Linked DNA regions of Mus musculus: region 2 is linked to region 1. A link is a contact called in public Hi-C data. All regions are on one chromosome and are shown on one strand. The core of a region is the stretch at or near the end of the contact, and the rest is flanking DNA. Distances in the headings are between cores, read along the strand shown.

Region 1 (4,760 bases), core at 1,213-3,712:
TTGATTTCAGTGGATTAGCAGAAGGGGTTAAAGGAGATGGAAGGTGGTGGGAGGGGCAGAGATGTCAAATGTCATTAAGTACTAGGAATCAATTTCCTAAAGCAACAAGTGGGCATCAACACCCCAGAACTAATTACTTAGTCACTCTGTGAGAGTTTAGTTTGTATGATAGACTTCCTGGTAGGTTTTTGTTTGGTTGTTTTATTTATTCATTTATTTATTTAGTCACATTTAAATGCTCCTTTTACCATGACTAAGCCCCAAACACAGAACTGTAACTCGACAAACTGAGGCTTTCAGGAAGCTGTGAGAGCCATCACTTCTGCAGGGGGCCTTCCAGCATATTGCTGCCTGTACAAGTGAATGTGTGAGATACTTTACTCACTCTGTATTGGATCCAAATTGGGAAAAGTGCAAAAAACCAGCAGTTGTTTTGTAATTACACATGCCATGAATTCCAGAGCAATATACTATTCTCCTGTCCCCACATTATACACATATTCAAACATACTCCACCCCCCCCAGCAACTGCACAGCCCCCACACAGTCCCCATTATAGAGACGTATCTATGAGCATTAATACTCACCATATTGACCTCAGAAACCATATCAATGCTGGCAATATCAATGTTCATTCCTACGGCCACAGGGGGACCTGCAAACCAAGATGGTCAGCCATGTGACTTCTCAGAACTTAGTCATTCATACGAAGAGTTGTCACTGGGAACTCTAAAGAAACCCCCTCTGTAGAGCTAATCCATATATTCATTACTTTCCCATATCTTTGCAGTATGAATGTGGGGATACTCTTCTAGGAATATGCACACATGTGCTGGTCAGACAATGTTGCCAGCTCTGTCTACACATGTTGATGTCTCAGCATGTGAATTCCTACAACTCACAGAGCCCTAGGGATTCGTGTAGATTGCATTGAAACCCCCTCTTTTTTTCCCCACCCACTTCTGTGTGTAGGTTTTAACTCTTTAATTCCATTAAGAGTCTGAGCAAAATTAAATGGCCACACTAGCATATCTGGGGCTCCAGGGAGAGATGCCCCTTTTTCCTCTGCTATCTTTATTCTCAATTCCCCAGAACCCCTTCTCCCCTATGCCATTCGCATATAGGGCTGGGTGGAATCCCGACATGAGCCACTTTAAACCATGGCCAGAACTCTTCTAAAGTAGATGGGCACAGAGAGTTGAAGCCACCTCTCAGCCAACCGCCTGCACACTGTGTCCTCAAAAATACTCACATTATAAGACATCCCCGGCTGGGCACACTGTTAACTAAACTTAAGAGGTTTGTATCTCAAGAAACCTCAGACTGGGAACAAAGATGTATCACGGTGAAGGAGAACGAGAGCGGTTACAAAGTCTGGTCACACTCTAAGGGGGTCTTCTTGAAAGACCTCTCAAGTGCTGGACAGAAACTGGCTTAAGTTTGGATCTGTTTCTCAGCAAGGTAAAATAGGAAAACATTCTATACATCACATGCGCCCACAACTAAGGAGAGGAAAGAGAGTGCACACAAAGCCCAAAAGACAGCTTGGGCTGGAGCTGGGCTGTTTCTTATTTGCAAGGCAATCCCATTACCTCCAAAATCTGGTCTCAGACGAATGTCATAGCCTTTCAACAGTCTGTCCACCGTCTCTTTAACCAGCGACATATTACTAGGGTCATTGACACTAAAGAAAAAAATGACAATAACCAGGAATGAATAAAGAAGACAGCACGGCATCTTCAACAGCCCTGCTCACAGAGAGGTATGCAGACAGAGCCCTGACAAGTGAGAAAGGAAAGGGACACTTACCTCTGAGCACAGACAGCGGCGATTATTAAGGGAAATGACCAAATCCCAAAGTAGCCCCTTTTCCGGACTCTCCACATCCCTTTAGGTTCTGGTGGGATTGAGGGATTCACTGAAGAGAGGAGATCCAACTTAGTCTGCCCAGTGCAGTAATTCTAATGTGGAGCGCATGCGCACGGCGTACCAAAACATCAAAGGGGCAGCGGCGGCTGCCGGGGACCGAGATTTCCTTGTTTAAAAAAATTAAAGGGGAAAAAGGAAAAGAAGCATATATATGTGTAATATGTACATGTTTGAATAATATTAAACTACTACCCCAGAAATGCATCCAGAGTAAAATCTTCGTTGGTTTTTTTTCTTTCTTTCTTTAAGACAAAAGCAACCAGAGCGTCTGGTAAGTTTCTGTTCTAGGAGGTAGTTGCACCTCACGACGTGGTGGGATTTTAGAGAGAGGGAGAGAGAGAGAGAGAGAGAGAGTGTGTGTGTGTGTCCCCTTAAATATTAAAAAGAAAAATAGGAGTAGGGTGTAGGGAGGAAGATTGGTTCCTGAAACCCTTCTCCTCCCGGTCTAAGCCAGTTGAAAGGGGCAAGGAGTTGAACTTTATTTCCTTAAGAATAGCAATCCCCTGCCTGGGACAAGCGGAGGAGGTGGGGGTGGGGTGGGAGCGCTAGGGGTGGGGAGGGGAGCAGTGGGAACCAGAGTCCGAGGAGGAGAAAAAAAACCAATGGGAGGAGTGCTGAGCAAACGTTGGATTTTGAGCGAGGGGGGGTGGGGGTGGGGAGTGGACTGTGAATATGAAAGAATCGGAATGGCTTTGAGAAGAAAGGGGAAGGATACAGGAATCCAAAGATGCTCGTTTTTCCTGGGAGTCAAGGGGCGAGCTTTTTCTTCACTACTCACGAGTGATTTCTTTCTCTTCCTCCTGCTCCCCCTTTGCCCCCTGTTCCCTGGGAAGAAAACCTCGGGGTCCTGGTTTCTGGCGCTGTGACGCTCCTGACCCGCTAGTCCAGCTATTTATAGCAGGAGGGGGAGGGGGCGAGGGGAGCAGTCAGGCAAAGGCTTCTCTGGGTTTGGGTCTGACTCTGCACTAGGAAATTATAAGTGGTCAGGATGAGGTGTGTGTGTGTGACTGAAGAACAAAAGAAGTGGGGGCGTGAGGGACAGAGGGTGACAGGCGTTCCAGCACAGGTGCGGGGCCAAAAGGCATCCAGTGCGAGGGCGGGTTGCGGGGTGGGATGCGCTCCTCTGGCCCCCCACGCCTCGCGGACGCACGCGCACCGCGCGCGCGCGCGCGCGCACACACACACACACACACACACACACACACACACACACACACACAGACACACACGAGACACGTGCATTCACAGTCCTTGCCACCCACCACTCCTTACCTCACCAGCAGGAGCTCGCCGCCCACTACTGTGGCCCAACGGAGCTGCACCACTGCCGCTCTGCTCTGGACAGTTGAAGCTGCACCTCTGCGTCCAAACCCAGTGGTTCACAGAAGACAGGCACAATGAAGGAACCCCGAGACCGTTTGAGCCACCAAATCACCTATCTACACACCACAATTTTCCCTCATCCCTTTCCTAGCCCAAGGGGACCCAAGGCTGCCCCCTTCCCTCCAGCTCCAGGCTCAACACGGACACCAGATCCAGACTCATTTCATAGGAAAAATCATTTCCTCTGCTTGGGGCTCGCTGGAGGAGGGGAGGAGTTGCGGGGGGGGGGGGGGGAAGAGGATGCCGAGAGCACCGGGACTGGGATGCCCTAGAGTCGTGTTCCTCGTTTTATCCTGAAGACAGGGAGGGAGTACAGCAGGTGCATCAACTACCCTGGCACTCTTTGATGAAGAGGTAGAAAGGCAGAACTCAACACTGGGTCCTGGACCCCAGTATCCAACCTAAATCTACTACTGAGCCTTGTCATTTACCGAGAGTCCCTACCATGTGCAGAAAGCCGCGCTTAAAGCAATATTAGCTCAAAGTTGACTCCTTAGTGACCCCATTTTACGGGTTTAGAAACTAGCACATCGATCGGAGGAACATGTCCAAGGTCATTTCTGTGGAGAAGGGTGGAAAGTGAGTTGTGCTTATAAAGCAGTGTTTCTAACCCTTAGACTAGACTACCTCAACTCTTAAAGTTCAGAACCTCACACTCTGCTAGCTCTCTGCTGCCACGCGGGGGACCTCCAAGCGCCCACTGCGCCTGTGGGATGGGAAAGCTCACAGATTACAACAGACTGGTGGTCCAGCAGGTCTCTCTGGTGAGAGCAGAGACCAGATCCCCAGGGATCGCAGCTAGCTTGGTGCTACAAGATTCCAACTGAAGGCTTTTTAGTCTCCACTGTGACCACGTTCAGCTTCCCCTTTTGACCCACATAGTACAAGACACCCCTACCCCCACTTCCATCCCCTTGCGCGCATCTCAGGAAATTAAGAGTTATTATTCTGGGGCAGTTTAGAGAGGTGACTCCAAGGGAACTGTGGAGAAGGGATGGTTGCCAGCAGGAATCTGATAGTTTCCCTAGGGCAGAAGACAAACCAAAGGGAAATAATCTGGGGAAGTTTCTAGGTTAAAGACAGGTAAAACATAGCACCATAAACACAGAGCAGATGCATCACTGCAGGACTATCTGCAAGGCTGGAGGCTTACATGAGAATGCGCGCGCACACACACGCACACAAACACACACACACACGCACACGCACACACACACACACGCACACGCGCACACACACACACACACACACACACACACACACACACACACACTCACGCACGCGCACGCACGCACACGCGCACACACGCACACACACGCACACACTGGTGTGGGGCAGAGGCACCTTTTGCTGACTTCCTTTTCTTTGCTCTTACAGTAATAGTAACATTCAAGACCAATGTAATGAAAAGAGAAAAATATGTTTCAATAACCAAAAGATTCCCAAAG
Region 2 (4,760 bases), core at 1,572-4,071, 85 kb before region 1:
GCACTACCGTGCATGAGTGTGCATTACTTCATTGCTCTCTGCTCTTGACTATGGATGTGCCATGACCTGCAACTTCATTTTCTGCTGACTCTCCTTCCCCACACTGGTGGCCTGTAACACAAGCTTATGAGCCAAATAAATCTTTTCTTCCTTAAGTTGCTTATATCAGAGTGCATCATCACAGTGATAGGAAAGGAAACTACGATATCAGGTGATCAGGTCAATAAATTCAGAGCCATACAGCGCTCTCTGCAAGTGACTTCTCTGGGGTAATCAGCAGGCCACTGATCAGAAGTCAGTTTACTCATAAATAAAGTGACATGTTACAGAGATGAATAGATAGCAAGAGGCTTTAAATATACCCTCACAACCCTGCACAAGCTTAGTTTGTTGTAGAAACTTAAATATCAGCTGTGTGTATCTTAGGGCAACACTCTACTGCTAACTCCCAAGCCCACGTCAAGCACTTTTGAATGATCATATTCATTAATGCCTTGTAGTTAGTCTAAGATAGGCTTCTCTCTTCTTAAAAGCAATGGAGCTGAGGGAATGTAATACAGTGTTAGAGTCTGTGTCAAGTGTTTCAGACCTTAGATCTTATAAAAATGCACATATTTTAGAAAATCTATTAAATTCAGAAACTACAGATACAAATGGAAAATCACCACATAAGATACTAATGACTGCATTAAAACAGTAAAATGCCAAAACCCACATAAGTATCCCAAGAAAAAAAGGTTGGCAAAATATATATATCACTACACAAAAATAATGCAGACCACGCACTCTTAAAAATGGTACTGCAGAAAAGGGTAAACGGAAGCTTACTTGTCATATAATATTAACTGGAGAAAGAAAATTATACAGTAGCAAAAATAATCAAAGGCTCTGTGAAAAGCAATGCATATACGAATCTGGAGGGATTCCTGTCTAAGACTCATGACAGACACTCTGAAGGTGTAATCATTAGTGAGTGCTTTCTTCTAGCAGCTCGAGTTCTAAGATCTTTCCTTTTCTGGCTCCTGTGATGTTCACATATATTCTGGCAACTAGTAAACAACATAGCACTGTCATGAAGAGGAAGGAAGAAGGGCGATAAAGAGAGAAAAGACAAGAGAGTAAGGAGAAAGGATGACGGAAGAGAAGAAGTGGCAGGAGAAGGGTTGGAAGATGGGGAGAGAAAAGAAAGCAAGGTAAAAAAGGAAAATTTATCTTAGTGTATTTTATATTTTTTTTAATTAAAATATAATTATCTCTAACACATTCTCTCTCTAAACCTTCCCATGGTCCTCTGTTTAACACTTAATATTTCCCCATCTCCCTTGCTGACTGATGGCTGTTATTTATGTTACTAATATTATTAATATACTATTAATGACATATTTTATATTTATTATATATCAATAATAATAAATGATATGCTTCATATATAAATGAAACATAAATTACTAATTATTTTTAAAAGATCAACACCATTATTCATCAGAGAGATGCAAATTAAAAACTACTTTGAGAATTCATTTACATGAGTCAGAATGTCCAAGACAAGAGATAAAAGTTATAGCAGATTCTGGCCTGAGTGTGGAGAAATGGGAACATTTATTCACTGCTAATAGGAGTGCAAACTGGTACAACCAATGTGAAAATCTGTATAGATTTCCCTCAAAAATCTCAAAATTATATTTTTCAGGTGATCCAACTATGAAAGTCGGGCATATATCTAAAAGATGATTTATCTTACAACAGAGATACCTGTTATTACATATTCATTTCTGTTCTCCTCACACTAGCTAGAAAATGAAAACATCCTGTATGTCCATCAACTGAAAAATAGACAATGAAACTGTGGTACACTAAGACAATAGAGGATTAAAAATAAGCAAATAATTTTTCAGATGCCCAGTGTCTCATATCCTTATAGTGATAGCAAAAATTAAGTTACCAATCTTATTATACCATATGCTCTGGAGGTATAGAAACCATGATATGGCAGTCTTCTCTACTGGACCAATGATGAATGACATTTCTTATATACAAAATAATGCCTTAAATTTAAAGTCATAAGTATTTGCTTCTGTAACATGAATCTATAGCTACAAGATATTCATTCAAACAATGAATCTTCAAATATAAAAAATTATTATTTTTCCATTAAAAATTAATATTTTCCATTATAGTAAGTAAAAACAAATTTACAGAAGGATAAGAGTCAAGGAGGAAATATGAAGTAGTTGCTATAATTACATAAATGTTCTGTGTTCCTTTTCCATAAGCATAAAATTAGAAGTAAAAGTGTACTGAGCAATTCGTCCAGTGTGTAGCACATAAAAGATACTCATTAATTATGAACTAAATGAATGACTGAAAAAGAAAGTGATTGAATGAAAAAAAAACACGCAAAATACCATGAGCAAAAGTCCATGTTTGGATAAATTTGCAAAGCATATTTACAGTGAGAATCTTTAGTTGATTTTACATAAAACCACTATTCTGCTGGCCAGCGACCTCATTATAATCCTACTCTGTTATCTGCCATACAGACTTGAAGCTAACAGCAGCAGGAAGATCTACTCAGTGGCACAGAAAGATGGAGAAAAATGTATATTCCTTTTACTGGGCAATATGCTTGCATTGTACACATGGCATAATGGTCTTGAAGCAGCATAGGTCCCATGGACAATAGCTACTTCGTGCTCATGACCTGGGTTAAAAGGTAAAGAATGCCCAACATCTGACACTCATCCTGCTGTCTTGTGCTTTTGTATTCCCTGTTCATTTCACTCATCTTTTCTGATCTTGGTGTTTCCCTCAAGCCCCATGACACACTTCACCATCTGTTTGTGCACATGGCTCTGTCCAGAAAAGTCAGAGTCTAGCTCCCCCCACCCCCATTGATTTTCAGCAGTGAGAAAAACAAATGAGGAATCAGAAGCACATGAAACTGAAGATGTCATGACCCTTTAATGTTCACTTTAAGGACCTGGATTGTACTAAAGGTTGCATTAGTCAACACCCCCCCCCAACATTCTCCTACATACCACACCATCTACTACTGACATCCCCTGTGGTATGGCAGCAGATCCCTCCATCAAGTATTCGCAGTCAGCAAGTACAGAAATGATCCGTTGTGAATTTGTCTATGCATGTTTTATACTTTATTCTATCCATGCCTACAGAATGTGAAATGCTACAAGGATGAAGTAGCTTTCTGTAATTAAACAAGGTTGTCACTCAATGATGGCACACTACTTTTTCAGAATTTTCAAACATTACAAAGGATGAAATTGAGCCAAACAGCTCATTTATTCTGGGAGGAAGCCCAGAAGCCTGGGCATCTAACAAACACAGCACAAACGCCAGAAAGAAAGGCACATGAGAGAACTAACATCTTCCTTGCCTGAGATGTTTGTGACTCTCTCAATAAACAGGCAAACTAAAACCAACTGAAGGACCCAAAATTCATTCAGAACTTGGATATGAATGCCCTTCAATTCATATTATTTGGAACATGGCCTCTTACAGTAAAATCTGTTGTCCTTCTGGCTAGAGTTTAGTAGGCACTCATGTCTGTTTTGATGATTTCCCTTGGTTTTGCTCTCATTCACTGCTGACTGTCCTGGGTACCGCATAGTGGATCCACTTTCTGTTCCAAGGTAAATCTACTTATTTTTCAAAGGGGGCCAACCATGGGCTTCATCTCATCTCTTTACCATGCGTAAAGATTCAGTGCTTAGGCATTCTGGATCTTAAGAAGGATCTGAAAATCAATCCTTCGTTAATGGCATTAGTGAGGCATAGAAGCATTCAATATGTCCTTACAACTCTCAGTCAAAGAAAAGAACTAAGTTGAAACTGATTATCACGTTATGAACCTCTTTTATATTGGTGTATATAATTGCCCAGAGTGTATGGGTGGGATGGTGGAGGGGGGTGGGGAAGCTACAAGCCCTGACAATTGAATACAGAAACTTAAGACTTGGAAAACTATTATTTGGAAAAAATATTTTACTTTTCCACACATGGGAGTTCTCTTCAGGACCCCCCCCCCCACTACCTGTGGGACCATGAAAGGTAGTCTTGTCCCTAGTTAAGTCTTGAAAGTCCTGTGACCCTGAAGAGATGGTAGGCACTTTATCTGGTTCCTAGACATCAGGCCCCTGTCACTAGCCACAGCTTCCCATGGATTTGTGGCTTTCAGTCATGTAAGGGCAAGGCCCCAAGCCCCTCCACAGGTAGAGGACATGACCTGTGGTCATATAGGCTCAAGACAGATCTCCATTTTAATGAGTTACCTAAAGGCCTTGAGATTTGGCCAATAAGCTTCTCTTCCCAAACACTCCTTCCTGCATTTAACCTCAGGCCTGCCCTGAGAAGTAGGGTATGGTTTTACTTATCCACTCTCTACCATGATGATAAATACCTAAAAAGCATGGACTATCTTTTTTCATCAGGATCCACCCTGAGGAGCCATGGAGAGGCCTTTGCCTACAGAGCTACTGTCTAGTCTCCCGTAGAAGGCCTCTCTGTGCTCCCAGCTACACCACCAAGACCAGGATTCCCACTGCCTGCAGAGCCAAGACCACCCCCAATCCACACAGGACCAGCTGTAGTTCCCCCTTTCTTTCCTCCTCAGCCATGGGCTAGATCTAGCCCGTGGGCCTCCACTCCATTCTCAGCTCTTCCAGCACCTAGAAGCACCTCAATGCCTGTGAGCCTGAGAGCCTTCTGGCCCTGGTCTCCATGCAGAACTGGGGACCACT

What was found. A called contact is a pair of places that touch in the nucleus more often than the background predicts.
Region 2: a Hi-C map of cerebellum shows a contact between it and region 1, with 2.0 times the contacts expected there. The contact joins the enhancer-like site here to the promoter of Gabrb2 in region 1. A contact is called at or near these places in 3 of 484 Hi-C or Micro-C datasets (cerebellum, cerebral cortex and cortical neurons) and 1 of 9 other capture datasets (liver).

Annotation. Positions count from the first base shown.
Region 1 is chr11:42,418,476-42,423,235 of GRCm38.p6, reverse strand. Gabrb2 (gamma-aminobutyric acid (GABA) A receptor, subunit beta 2) reads right to left here and starts at 2,462. Exons shown (of 9, transcript NM_001362647.2): 1 at 1,810-2,462; 2 at 1,593-1,684; 3 at 588-655. The coding sequence starts at 1,886. Gm34591 (a long non-coding RNA gene) reads left to right here and starts at 2,021. Exons shown (of 3, transcript XR_388590.4): 1 at 2,021-2,200.
Region 2 is chr11:42,504,177-42,508,936 of GRCm38.p6, reverse strand. The region is part of intron 4 of Gabrb2 (gamma-aminobutyric acid (GABA) A receptor, subunit beta 2); the gene reads right to left. Among named protein-coding and RNA genes, the nearest start is that of Gm34591, 85 kb to the right of the region's middle. Within about 2 kb of position 2,821, at least 3 of the 459 cell types and tissues checked have an H3K27ac peak or open chromatin away from gene starts, as enhancers often do. A contact at or near this core is called in cerebellum and cortical neurons, where this site is marked.